Regions from separate parts of the Pan troglodytes genome. Here region 1 is linked to region 2. The links are chromatin contacts, called in public Hi-C maps. All regions are on one chromosome and are shown on one strand. The core of a region is the stretch at or near the end of the contact, and the rest is flanking DNA. Distances in the headings are between cores, read along the strand shown.

Region 1 (6,284 bases), core at 2,434-4,933, 240 kb before region 2:
ACAAGCTAAAACTCGAGGCTGCTGAGCCCTTTAAAATGAGGGGACTGGGCTTGGAGCCAAGATTACATGCACTATACAGCCCTCGTTCCAAGTCTGGTTCCCAGCACTTATTACTGTGCAACCCTTGGGCAAATGACTGGCCCTTTCTGATTTACCATTCTAATCTGTGAAATGGACAGTTCCTGCCTCACAGGACCAAGAGAGTTAGATACAGCACTTCTAAGGGGAGCGCCTAACTCAGCACCTGGTCCATAGTACATAGTGGTGATTGATAAACAGTAGCTTTTATCAACCTGAGATCATTTCTATCCTTTAGGGAAAATAGAGCACCAGTGGCTTATTAAAGGCCATGTGTCCCTGCCTTCTGTGTACACGCTTCCTGCTGATAGAGTACATTTACATGAAAAGGAGACAGCATTTGCAGAGGATAACTTGAGTAGACTTCCATGAACCCAGGTCAAAACTAACATGAAAATGATTCTGTTACATACAACTCTCCAGTAATGCCTTTGCTGCCATTTTGATTACTTTCAGTGGGATCAGAGATTTGACCAGATTCCCAGTTTCACTACTACTACGCACGTGTGTGTGTGTGTGTGTGTGTGTGTGCGCATGCGCATGCATGTTTCTCCCCATCCCAGAATGCACCTTCGTGGTAACTAAGCTGACCCTAATCCCTACCAGGATGCTTGGGAAGGAAGAGGCTGACCAGTCAGATGCACATCGGACCCTCCCTGTTGCACAGAATCCTATTTTGGGGTGGAGAAGGGCACTGCATTTTTCTAAGAGTGCAGAAGCTCTCCAGGGTTAAGGGAAGAAGGGTAAGGACCCCACAAAACTAGCTGTGGTGAGCCAGGCTGGAGCAGGGCAGCAGATACAAATTACTTTGTTCACAAGTTGCCTGTCAGTAGCAGTCCTATTTGAAGATTATTAGCAATCGGTCCTTTTGGGGAGCCCGGATTCATTTCCTGGCTGACCTGCTCTCTGTAGCCCAGGGGAAAGTATTACTGCAATATCGGTGTCCTGTGGGGACTGAGTAGGTACATGTGGGGTGTCGCGTACAGTTCTAGGCAAAACTCTAGAAACCGCACTGGAATGCAGTTGGGAGAATAGCTGAGAGAGTGAAGGAATTTGAAATCATGCCTTTGAGTCTGGGAAAGGGATGTTCTGGGGGCTTGTGGTAGCCTTCTTCAAATACCAAAGGACTGTCCTGTGGAAGAGCGTTAGACTTGGGATGGGCGCTGGACTAAGTGCAGGGAGACAGAATCCGGCCCACCTGGGAGACATCCAGGCGGCCCCCACTGAAGGCCCTTAAGCTTTCAACTGCGAAAGGATGAAGGTATAGATTGCAGCAGCCGTCTGCCTGGTAGGGAACCTCCTGTCCAGCCCTAACTCACAGAGTGCATCGCTTTACACCTCTCAGAACTGGGGCAGAAACCAGGCTGTCAGAGCACCGCGATGATGAGGGAGGGTGTAAAGCCTTAGAACACAAAAGAATGTTAAGTCTTCTCAATTTTTATATGAGTTACATGTTGGGGTAGAGTTAAATAGTTGCTGTTTGGGAGTTTAGGGAAGTTTTAAAACTATGAATTTGGGTTTCTCAGCCCTTTCCACATTCCTTTAAAGATGAGACCATCAAACTCAGTCTTGATGATATCTGCATTCCACAGGGTTACTCAGTCACTGAGCGTTTCTGGCATTTTATCCTGTCTGTCTGCAGTTTCCACAGAATGCCAAAAAGGTATAAATCTTCATTAAGAAAATTTAGAAAATAAGTAATAGCAAACTTCTGTTAAGGACAAAGGGTCCTTTTAAGAGTTTGATGTGGTCCTTGCCAGATGGACAATAGAGACCCACGTGCACGGACATCAGGTGGCTGCTTAGTCTGGGTGTGAAAAAGCTGCAGTTTCTGCTAGTGTATAGGAAGTGTTATCTGGATTCTAATCCTGGCTAATTCTGCCTGGCTTGCAGTTCTTTTCAATTTAAATAAGTGTAGTTTTTAAAGTCTGGAAAGGCCTGAGGATATGGGGCGGGCAGGGTTGATAGTTTTCACTCTCTGTTTCCTGAGAGAAAATAATGTTGCATCTTCAAAACAGCATCTGTCAGAATGATTTTCATCAGATTAAATAAATCCTCAAAGCAGCTATCATACTTCTTAGACTGGAGAAATGTAGGTTATACTTTGCATGGAAGCCTAATGGCATTTAAAATAGGTGTGTTTTGCATGTACAGCCTTACACCCAGACCTTTGACTGGGGTTTCTCGCTTGTGAGATTTTGTTCAAGCTACCACATCTCAAAGAGTTTAGTAACTGTTTTTACTTTATAAACATCATAAATAATTATTTGCCAATTTAAGTTGCTGTTAATTATAGTTGGAAAAAAGGATTGGGCTCTGAAGCCTTTGGGCCAAACTTGATGAAAACCTTCAACACAACATACGCTCTGTCACGGGACAAGTTACATGAAAATACATATCGCTGTTAGACATTTTGGAAGAGGCCTGCCTTTTGCCGTCTTTTCATGGGCAGCTGCCATATGTCCTTACAGCCAATTATGGCCTTTTCAGTTTTAGAGAAGAATTTTGGGGGCGACTTTTGGTTCATAAAGACCTTTAATGAATGATCAATACAGATTGATATTTATTATTCTGTGGCAGGGAAGCTTATTCTTAAAATTAGTTGCTAAATCTAAACCACAGTACGATACTTCTTCACACCCATTAGAATAGAGCCTTTATCCAAAAAAACAGAATAAAACAAAACAGAAAACAACGAGCGTTGGCAGGGATATGGGGAAATAGCAACCCATGTGCGTTGCTGGTGGGAATCTAAAATGGAACAGCCGCTGTGGAAAACAGGTTGGTGATTCCTCAGAAAGTTAAACACAGAATTACCATATAACCCAGCAATTCCACTTCTGAGTTACACACAAAATAATTGAAAGTAGAAACTCGAGCACATATTTATACACCCACGTCCATAGCTGCACCATTCGCAGCAGTCTAGGTGTCCATCAGCAGATGAATGGATAAGCAGAATGTGGTCTGTCCGTACAGTGGAATGTTATTCAGCCTCAAAACAGAATTCCCACACATTCTGCAACATAAATGAACCTTGACAATATTATGCTAGATGGAATAAGCCAGACACAAAAAGACAAGTACTGTATGATTCCACTTACATGAGATCCCTAGGGCAGTTAAACTCACGGTGATGGCCAGGGGCTGGGAGGAGGAGAGAATGGGGAGCTAGTGTTTAATGGGGACAGACTTTCTGTTGGGAATGATGAAAAAGTACTGGAAATAGATAAAGGTGATGATAGCATAATAATATGAATATACTTAATGCCACTGAACTGTATACTTAAAAATGGCTAAAATGGTACATAATTTTTTTGTAATTAGTTGCTGAGCTGGCTGGGGTTTCAAAGCGAAGTTAGAAGGGAGGGAGAGCTTGGACTGTCTTTAGGAAGAACGTTTGCCTTGAGCAGACCAGAGCTAAAGGAGACCCTCAGTCTGGTGTCCTGTCACTTCCCGCCGAGTCGCCTCTTGAGGCTCGATAAGACTTTCTCATGCAACACAATTCTTGAATATTGTGTAAAAAGTGCAGTCTTAAAGCAAGGACCTCGCCTGCGGAAGTGCTGGACACATGGGGTTCTTTTCTTTCAGTGCCTTATTTCTTACCAGTGCCAAACAGATGGGGGCGCTGGAGCACAGCAGTGCAGGATGAAGTCTCAGGCCTTCATGTTGTTCTTCCCCAGGTTAATTAGGTGGAATGCACACTGTTTTGGTTGTGCCCCAAAAGACTGCTCTGACCTAAGCTTGCCACTGAGTGACATTCCCTGTCCCTGCTCCTCAGCTCAGAGTCAGCCCTCAAGGTGTGCACAAGGGCAAGTTCACGGCCTTTCCATCCTGAGTGAGTCCCTTTGACTGCGGCACCAGACCCTCAGTCTTGCCATCACTCAGCCAAGTCGCCAGCACCACATCCAGCAGAATGACTAGCCACTTTGTATAGGATGCAGCACAAAGGACACCAGTCCCTGGCTCATCGTCGCACCCGGCGGGCCTCACCTCACCCCTCGCCACCCAATGGTTGGCAGAGGCACATTTCTTATGCTGAGCCTAGCATGATTTTCATTGACATCCTCTGTCTTTATAAGCAGAATCCACCAAGCCACTAAAGCTCAGCAGATTCAGTCATGACTCACCACAAAGGAGCTATCTCCGTGAATGTGGGGTTTCACAAGGACAGCGCCATCTGTGAATGCCTCCTGTGGACTCTTAGACTCTGCAACCTGCAACCATGGCCCTGGACACTCCTGGAATGAGCTGGGCCTGTGGGGGGAGGGTCATTCTTACTGCTGGGGGTCTCCTTTAGCCCCCAGGGTCTCCATGGCCATTCAGCAGTTGCGATGGGACAGTGTCTTGAGCAGCTCACATGGGAGTGAGGTGCTAAATGTGGGTTTAGGAAAGGAAAGAGCGTGCCCCGGGAGTCAGAGGCTGGTTTCTAGGCCTCAGCTTCCGTGTGTGCTTTCCAGCACTCAGGCTAGAGCAGAGCTGTCATGATCTCATATCATCACTGTTCACACACATTTCTCCGGGTACATACTCGAGGCATAGAACCCCACCCTTGTCGTGATCAATGCAGGAGACGCCCAGAGGACACCACCTCTGAGGAGCACCGAGGGCAGGGAGGAAGGGCAGGACTGTGGCAGGCCCCTGGGCTCCAGACTCCCGTCCTCAGTGCACACAGGGGACCAGTGCTGGAGACAGACTCCTGATAGCCAGGTCCCCTGAGAGCCTCACGTGGCAGCTACTACACAGTGGGGCTGGGCTCAACCAAGGAGCCTGTCAGGAACACCCAACATGGAGGCCTCTCCAGGCTGGCGCCCTGCTGCTGGATGGCGCCTCTGCGTCCTGGAGTTCCACTCCACCTCTGCAAAGGGTGGCGTACTCACAGGGTAGACCACCCTCATTGCTGGGGATCTCCTTTAGCCTCCAGAGTCTCCATGGCCATTCAGCAGTTGTGATGGGACAGTAGTTGTGTGTGTCAATCTTTATAAATACACACATACAGTAATACAGAAGTACAAGTGATTTTAACTTGTTTTGCTTGTCTGCGTTTCAATAATGAATATGTACAGGCAGACCTCAGAGATATTGCAGGGTCTGCTCCAGGCCACCATAATAAAGCAAATATTGTGATAAAGTGAGTCCCACAACTTTTTGGTTTCACAGTGCATATAAAAGTTATGTTTACCCTCCACTGTAGCCTATTAAGTGTACAGTAGCATTACGTCTAAAAAACAATGCATAACTTAATTTAAAATTTTAAAAATTTAAAAATTCTGTATGCTAATGATCATCTGAGCCTTCAGTGAGGCTCAGTCTTTTTGTTGGTGGAGGGTCTTGCCTCAGTGTTGATGGCTGCTGACTGATTGGGGTAGTGGTTGCTGAAGGTTGGAGTGGCTGTGGCAGTTTCTTAAAATAAGACAACAGGCCAGGTGTGATGGCTCATGCCTGCAATCCTAGCACTTTCGGGGGTCAAGGTGGGTAGATCACTTGAGGCCAGGAGTTCGAGACCAGCCTGGCAAACGTGACAAAACCCTGTCTCTACTAAAAATACAAAAATTAGCCAGGCATGGTGGTGTGTGCCTGTAATCCCAGCTACTCTGGAGGCTGAGGCATGAGAATCACTTGAACCTGGGAGGTAGAGGTTGCAGTGAGCAGAGATCACACCACTGTACTCCAGCCTGGGCAACAGAGTGAGACCCTCTCCCTCTGTAAAAAAAAAAAAAAAAAAGACAACAATGAAGTTTGTGACATAGATCAACTCTTCCTTTCAGGAAAGATTTCTCTGCAGCATACAATGTTGTTTGATAGCATTTTACCCATGGTAGAACTTCTTTCAAAAATGGAGTCAGTCATCTCAAACTCTGCCACTGCTTTATCCATTAAGTTTATGTAATATTCTATATCCTTTGTTGTTATTTCAGTGTTTACAGCATCTTCACCAGGTGTAGATTCCAGCTCAAGAAATCACTTTCTTTGCTCATCCATGAGAAGCAACTCCTCATCCCTGAGGATTTTAATCACGAGATTGCAGCCATTCAGTTCCATCTTCAGGCTCCACTTCTAATCCTAGTTCTCTTGCTGTTTTCACCACATCTGCAGTTAGTTCCTCCAGTGAAGTCTTGAACCGCCTCAAAGTTACCCATGAGGGTTGGAATCAGCTTCTTCCAAACTCCTGTTAATATTGATATTTTGACCTCCTCCCATGAATC
Region 2 (6,777 bases), core at 4,088-6,587:
TTTTTGAGACAAAAGCCTTTTCGAGGGACAAAGGCCAGGGCTTGTTCACCAGCAGGGACGGGTCTAATCACACCCACGCTGCCGCGTGTCTCCACACTTCATGCTTTTTATTACTGAAACACCACATGCCTTTTTGATTGAGTGAAAAGCTGTTCCTGATTTATGCTTTATACATTCAGATTTTCATGTTGGAGTTTATTTACAGTGATATTCACCTATGCTCGGGCTTACAAAACTCGTCTTCAAATGTCTTTTCTTGAGCCCAGTGATGCTGTGTTGCACGCTGAGCTGGTCAGCATTGGATGAGATTCTCTTGGTAAACGTGGGCAGCCTCCAGGGTTAGAGGAGGCAGGGGCTTTATTTCCCCTCCCCATCATCTCCCAACAAGATAGTCACAGTGAAAGCACGTCTCATCCCAAATGCTGCCAAATGGACACTTAGCAAGCTGTCCCCAAAGTCGTCATGTAATCTGTCCCTCTAAGTTTTAGAGGGGCCCACACTCGCTTCTTGGGCCCCCCAGACAGGCATTCGCACGAGTTTTCTCCAGGGCCTGAGCCCTGGCCTGGAAGCTAACCTGAAATGTATTCATTGGTATTGGCCTTTTCGAAATCTTTATAAAAGGAAAGCAAATAAAGGATCTTGGATGCTTATTTCCATTCAAGTGGATCATGCTGCTGTCCAGTACATTTCCCCCAGCCACGGACGCTAGGCCAGGCAGCAGGGTCCCTGGGGTCCACCTTTCATAGAAAAGATCCAGCCTCAGCTGCCAATGCCCTTCCCAGGGAGTCTTAGGAGGGGTAGGCAGGGAGCAAAGGGCGAGCCCCTCCACCAGCTTGGAGTCAAGAAGAAGAAAAGCCACTTTGTTTTTTTTTATTTTTAGATGGAGTCTCGCTCTAGTGCAGTGGCGCGATCTCGGCTCACTACAACCTCTGCCTCCCAGATTCAAGAGATTCTCCTGCCTCAGCCTCCTGAGTAGCTGGGATTACAGGTGCCCACCACCACGCCTGGCTAATTTTTTTATTATTTCTAGTAGAGATGGGGTTTCACCATGTTAGCCAGGCTGCTCTCAAACTACTGACCTCAAGTGATCCTCCCACCTTAGCCTCCCAAAGTGCTGGGATTACAGGTGTGAGCCACTGCGCCTGACCAAAAAGCCCCTTTTTTTGTTTGTTCGTTTGTGTTTGTGTTTTTTTTTTTTTTTGAGACGGAGTCTGACTCTGTCGCTCAGGCTGGAGTGCAGTGGCGCGATCTCGGCTCACTGCAAGCTCTGCCTCCCAGGTTCACACCATTCTCCTGCCTCAGCCTCCCAAGTAGCTGGGACTACAGCACCCGCTACCACGCCTGGCTAATTTTTTTGTATTTTTAGTAGAGACGGGGTTTCACCGTGTTAGCCAGAATGGTCTCGATCTCCTGACCTCGTAATCCACCCGCCTCGGCCTCTCAAAGCACTGGGATTACAGGCGTGAGCCAACGCGCCCGGCCCAAAAAGCCACTTTTCAAACTGCCCAGCCCCACTTCTGACTCTGCAGTCTCCAAATAGATTATTTTCTTAAAAGAGATCATTTTACTGTTATCAACTTCTTACACTTAAGGTCCCTAAAAGACACAGTGAAAAGCAATCATGAATCAGGCCCCACGAAGCAGTCACACTAAATTCCCATTTAGAGAAACACTCACACTACAGAGGTGTGTGATTCAGGGTAAGTTGTATTTGGTGCCAGAATTTTAAAGAGCACTATTTTGACATTAAAATGTATTCTTCTCTGTATTAATGGCCTACATCTTCAGAGTTTTCAATGTTTTCTAAAAGTTTCCTCTTTGGAAAGAAGAAATCTGAAAGACCTATCATGCCGTTCTTCTTGGCGTCTCTAAATTGGAAACAGATAAAGATATTTATTGGTAATTTCTCATCATATACTTAGTAACATTTTTATAAAATGCGATATAATTTAAAAGGTCTACTTTTAAAAACTATTTATGGTTGCTCATCAGTAATTCTTACTTCCAAAAATAAAGCATTCTATTTTCTTGTGCAAAGTGCACCAAAACGTATAATAAATGTAGCTTTATTTCTAGGTGAAAAGATGGGTACTATATGCATAGGTTTTTCTTTTTTGATGACTTGTGATCTCAGGAAAGTGGTGGGAGAAGGGGCTGCTGCACAGGGTCCCAGTTCTTTGGAGGCTTGGGACATGGATTTGGAATGAGATGGAACCACCCATGTCCCAGGTGGCCCTGTCAGGTGGAGTAGCCGCATCAGAGAGCACAAAAGAAGAGAAGAGGTGCGCGGATCGGGCAGGAGAAGGGGCCCAGCATGACCCGGATGGCGGTGCAGAAGCAGAGGCTGTGGGCACCAGGAGGAGAGCTGGGGACAAAGTACTGTGTAGTCCGTGTGACTGCAGACACCAGCCAGGATGGTGTCAAGAATAAGGCGGAGAGAAGGGATGGCTTGGGAGCTGCGGTCTTCCATGAGGACAGGAGGGTTGGAGTGACAGTGGATGACAGAGGAAGGAGGAAAAAGAGGGACCATGGAGTCCAGAGGCTCAGCCCATGGTGGGCAGAGGGGATGTGAGTTTGAAGGAAGGAGAGGAAACGATGTGGAAGGGACAAGGAGACGAGGACGGCTGGGACAGGTGGGGCAGGGCACAGAACGCAGGCTCCACTGGCACAGGAAGGGAGGCGGAGGCTGGCAGATCACTTGAGCGCCAGCTCCTGGTGCTGTGGCCTGCATCCTAGGTGGCATCATGGCCGGTTGGAAAGGGTGGGAGGAGGGGACAAGACTCTGGGTGGTGATGACAGGCCAGGGGGCTTCTCAGGAGGCTGAGGCGAGCAGGGGTGTGTGCTGTGCCAGAAGGCGGCCCTGGGACCAGCCCCCATTGGTCCCCGTCCCTGGCTTACTGTCCTCTTGGCACTGAACATGACCTACTGTCTTAAAATCTGCTTGTCTGATGTCTGTCTGCTCCACAGGGCAAAACTCCAGGGGTCAGGGCGTGACCTGTTCACTGACTACATCCCCGGCACCTGCGCCAATGCCTGGCACGGAGCAGGTGCTCAATAAACTGTACCGTGGGCAATTCGAGATGAGAGGTGTGGGGCTCAGGGACAAACCATAACCAGCACTTGGGGGCAGTGGTCCCAAGGGGAAGTGCCGGGAAGACCTCAGGGACCCCATCTCCCTTGGGGCTGGAGCCTGGAGGACCTGGGCCCTTTCCTGCCCTTGCACCTAGAAGGCCCTTTCTTGCTGTTAACCAGGCTTACTCTGCAGCACCACAGCTCCCCGGACCCTGCGGTTGTCACCACCATCTCTGCCCACCCCACCAGCCCTGGGCTGCTCTCTCTGCCTCCCCATAGGTAGTGCAGGGTGCAGAGTCAGCACCCAATGATGGTTTAGGGAATGAACAAATGAGAACTTCCGCAGGACCCAAGAGCTTTGTTCCTTTTTACTCTGCATCTTGTCTTTAAAGGGAGGATTCATTAATCTTGTTAAAAAATGTTACAGGTGATCAGAACACTGGACAATATATTCCAACGTTAGCTCCAAGTCATGCTTCAGAGCAGAACCAGCCTTACATCACATGCAGCCTGGTGCAAATACAACATAACATGCAATGTGTCGGGGTCATATAGCAAGTTCATCAGAGCGAGAATTGCGTGGTTGATGTCAATGACATCCTCAAGTTTCTGCAAATGATCCTGCATCCGTGGCACTACTGTCAGGAGGTCCACCAGCAGTAATCCATGTCTACGTTTCATTGTGGAGAAATGAATTCTATCTCACTTTTTAAGTTATTATTATTATTATTATTATTTGAGACGGAGTCTCGATCTTGTTGCTCAGGCTGAAGTGGAATGGCACAATCTCGGGTCACTGTAACCTCTGCCCCCCCAGGGCTCAAGAGATTCTCTTGCCTCAGCCTCCTGAGTAGCTGGGATTACAGGCACCCACCACCACACCTGGCTATTTTTTTAGTAGAGATGGAGTTTTGCCATATTGGCCAGGCTGGTCTCGAACTCCTGATCTCAAGTAATCCACCTGCCTCGGCCTCCCAAAGTGCTGGGATTACAGGCGTGAGGCACCGTGCCCAGCCTCTATCTCACTTTTTAACATGCTACAATTTAGTACCACCTGACATGCTGTACATAGGAATCAGGATAGATCTGGGATAAATGAGTCTTAATGACAGGATACATTCTCTCCCTCTAAAGTCTAAAAAAACCTGAGCCTCAGCCCACATGGGTGGGAGCCACGGGAGAGGTCGGGCTCCCTTCTGAGGTGCTGCTTGCTTTTGCTGATGGCCTTTGATCTGCGGCTCCACTCACACACACCCTGAATACCATCAGGTGTGCCTAAACCTTCTGCCAAACACGGGATTCGTTGGGACAAAGTTATTGCAGACAAGGGACGTGATATTGTGAAATATATATTTGGTCTTCAACCCCCGCTCCTGGCATACAAGTAAAATCTGTGGAATCTCCAAAGTGAGTTCTTTCTTTATGCTTGTGATTGGCTGATGGCCCAGGTAGCTTCAGGATGGGGCTGGTCACTGGAGAGCCCAAGGCAGGATTAGAGGGGTGGGACTTTCAGCCCAGCCCAACCTTGGAGGTGGGGAGAGGGGCTGATGGCTTAGGTGATCACTATTGGCCAATGATTTAATCAATCACAAAGCTTCCAGGAAAAAAAAAAAACCCTAAAAGGACAGGGCTTAGAAAGTTTCCCGGAAGCTAAACACATCGAGACCAACAGGAAGGTGAACAAGAGCTCATTTGCGGGCAGGGAGGGGATATACCTCAACTCCATGGGGGCAAAAGCCCCCATGCTCCAGACCCTTCCAGACCTTGCCCTTTGTCTGTCTTCCTCTGACTGTTGGTAGCCTTTAAAATATCCTTTGTAATAAACTAGTAAACATGAGTGTTTCCCTGAGTTCTGTGAGCCATTCTAGCAAATTAATTGACCCAAGGAGGGGTTGTGGGAACCCTGATTTAGAGCCAGTCGGTCAGAAGCACAGGCAAAATAACCTGGGGCTTGCAACTAGCATCAGAAATGGGGCAGGGTGGGGGCAGTCTTGGGGACTGAACCCTCAACCTGTAGGATCTCAGGCTATCTCCAGGTAGACAGAGTAGAGACGGAATGAGAATGCACAGCTGGTGTCTGCTGCAGGACCGCTTGCTTGCTTTTTGGTGAGGAAAAACCTCCACACATTTGATCATAGCAGTCTTCTGTGTTGATTATTGTTGTGGTGAGAGAGCAAAGGAAAAACTGAGTTTTTCCCTACAAGAGGGAAGTGAAACAGGAAATTCTCCCATGGTCAACATACCTGAATCCTAGAGAGGGTGCATACTTACATATTTTCCTTTAGAGAGGCAAGGTAGGATTCCGTCTCCAAGGGAGACACATCTGAGTCTAATCTGGCCAAGTAGCGGTAAACGTAGGAAAACGTCTTGAAGGGGATGCGAGCGGGCCCGCCCTCCGGATCGTCCGTGAGGATCTCGCACAGGTGCTTCAGCGCAGTGTTCAAGGACTGGGAGCACCACAGCCAGGTGGGGAGAAAAACAGTTACTCCTGGCATCACTCACATTGAAAGCAGGCATCAGCAGAATCAACACTCTAGCATATTTGACAGAAATTCTCCAAAAAGTATGCGCTCCATCTGAACTGAGAACTAGGTGAATGTACAATTGCCATAATGAAAAATGAAAAGGAAAGGTTCGAATGGGGTGCAATTGACCAGGAAAAAATTCTAATTCACAGATCTTATTTTCTATTAAAATAGAAATGACTGTTACAGACAAAAGGAAGCATCAATGTCTTTAAAACCAACTTCCTAAGCTAATGCAGAACTGTGCAGCCCCATCTGGCCCAGAGACACACCCGGGGACGTGCCCAGGGGCTGAATGAACTCTGCCACCAGCCAGAGGTGCTGCCTGCAGAGGGCAGGGCTGGCAGCCAACGGCCTGCATGCCTACAAGGAAGCCCTGGGTGTCTGCCAATGCCTGCCCACCGAGCAGAAGGGAGGGCTCTGTCCGGGCTCTGTCCTGGCTCTGTCCCTGTTCACACAGAAGGCTCTGGGCTCTGTCTCAGCTCCAGAACAGCAACCGGACTTCCTCCCTGAGATCATTCATCTCCCTCACACTCTTCCAAACTGCTGGGCTCATCCCAGACAGCAGCCCACCCTCTGCTTTCAGCGGGAAAGCCCATCCTCTGAGCAGCCTTCCTGCCTCCACACGGCAGACACTTTTAGCACCTGCCCTCCCAGCCAAGTCCCTGCGGGGGTGGGGGGCAGCTAACAGGCCAAGGTCGTCTTCATGAGACCAGAGGCTGCATGGCGCTGGAACCGCAGGGCCTGGGCACCAGGGCTCCCCAGGGCCAGCCCATGGCCTCCCACCTCCAACTTGCTCAATTCATCCTTATTGAAAAAACATGAGCTGTTTGTGTGTTTGTTTGAAGAAGGTGGGAGAACCATGTAACATAAGATTACTATCTTTTCAAAAGAGAACACATAGCCCAGGTCTCCTTTTCTCCTTCTGCACCAAGACATCATGACCTGCAGCCTTCAACACCCTGGCCAGGGTAAGCTGTGGGGGCAGGTGTCCTAATTCTGCAGCTGGCCTATGGGACCCTCCCCTCAGTCCCCACCTCGAGTCCCTTCTGTGAAGGCCGTCCTTGCCAGAGTGGCTATCTCATACCTGCCTGGATGGTCACGCTGCCTACTGATGAAGGTGAGCTCACACAGGTGGCTGCTTAAACGTAACCCCCCTCGCCAACACACACACATGGCA

The links. Hi-C and Micro-C count contacts between places; a contact is called where the count stands out from the background.
Region 1: a Hi-C map of induced pluripotent stem cells shows a contact between it and region 2, with 2.4 times the contacts expected there. The contact joins the enhancer-like site here to the promoter of LOC101058342 in region 2. A contact is called at or near these places in 3 of 7 Hi-C or Micro-C datasets (blood, induced pluripotent stem cells and stem cell-derived neural progenitor cells).

The regions. Positions count from the first base shown.
Region 1 is chr4:11,353,545-11,359,828 of NHGRI_mPanTro3-v2.0_pri, reverse strand. All of the region lies in intron 2 of DAP (death associated protein), which reads left to right. It also overlaps the pseudogene LOC134810052. Among named protein-coding and RNA genes, the nearest start is that of DAP, 78 kb to the left of the region's middle. Within about 2 kb of position 3,683, at least 2 of the 24 cell types and tissues checked have an H3K27ac peak or open chromatin away from gene starts, as enhancers often do. A contact at or near this core is called in induced pluripotent stem cells, where this site is marked.
Region 2 is chr4:11,113,692-11,120,468 of NHGRI_mPanTro3-v2.0_pri, reverse strand. It overlaps LOC101058342, which reads right to left and starts at 5,337. Exons shown (of 1, transcript XM_003950503.5): 1 at 1,875-5,337. The coding sequence starts at 2,746. The coding sequence ends at 2,021. ROPN1L (rhophilin associated tail protein 1 like) reads right to left here. Exons shown (of 6, transcript XM_009448797.5): 5 at 5,344-5,519; 6 at 1,690-1,868. The coding sequence ends at 1,769.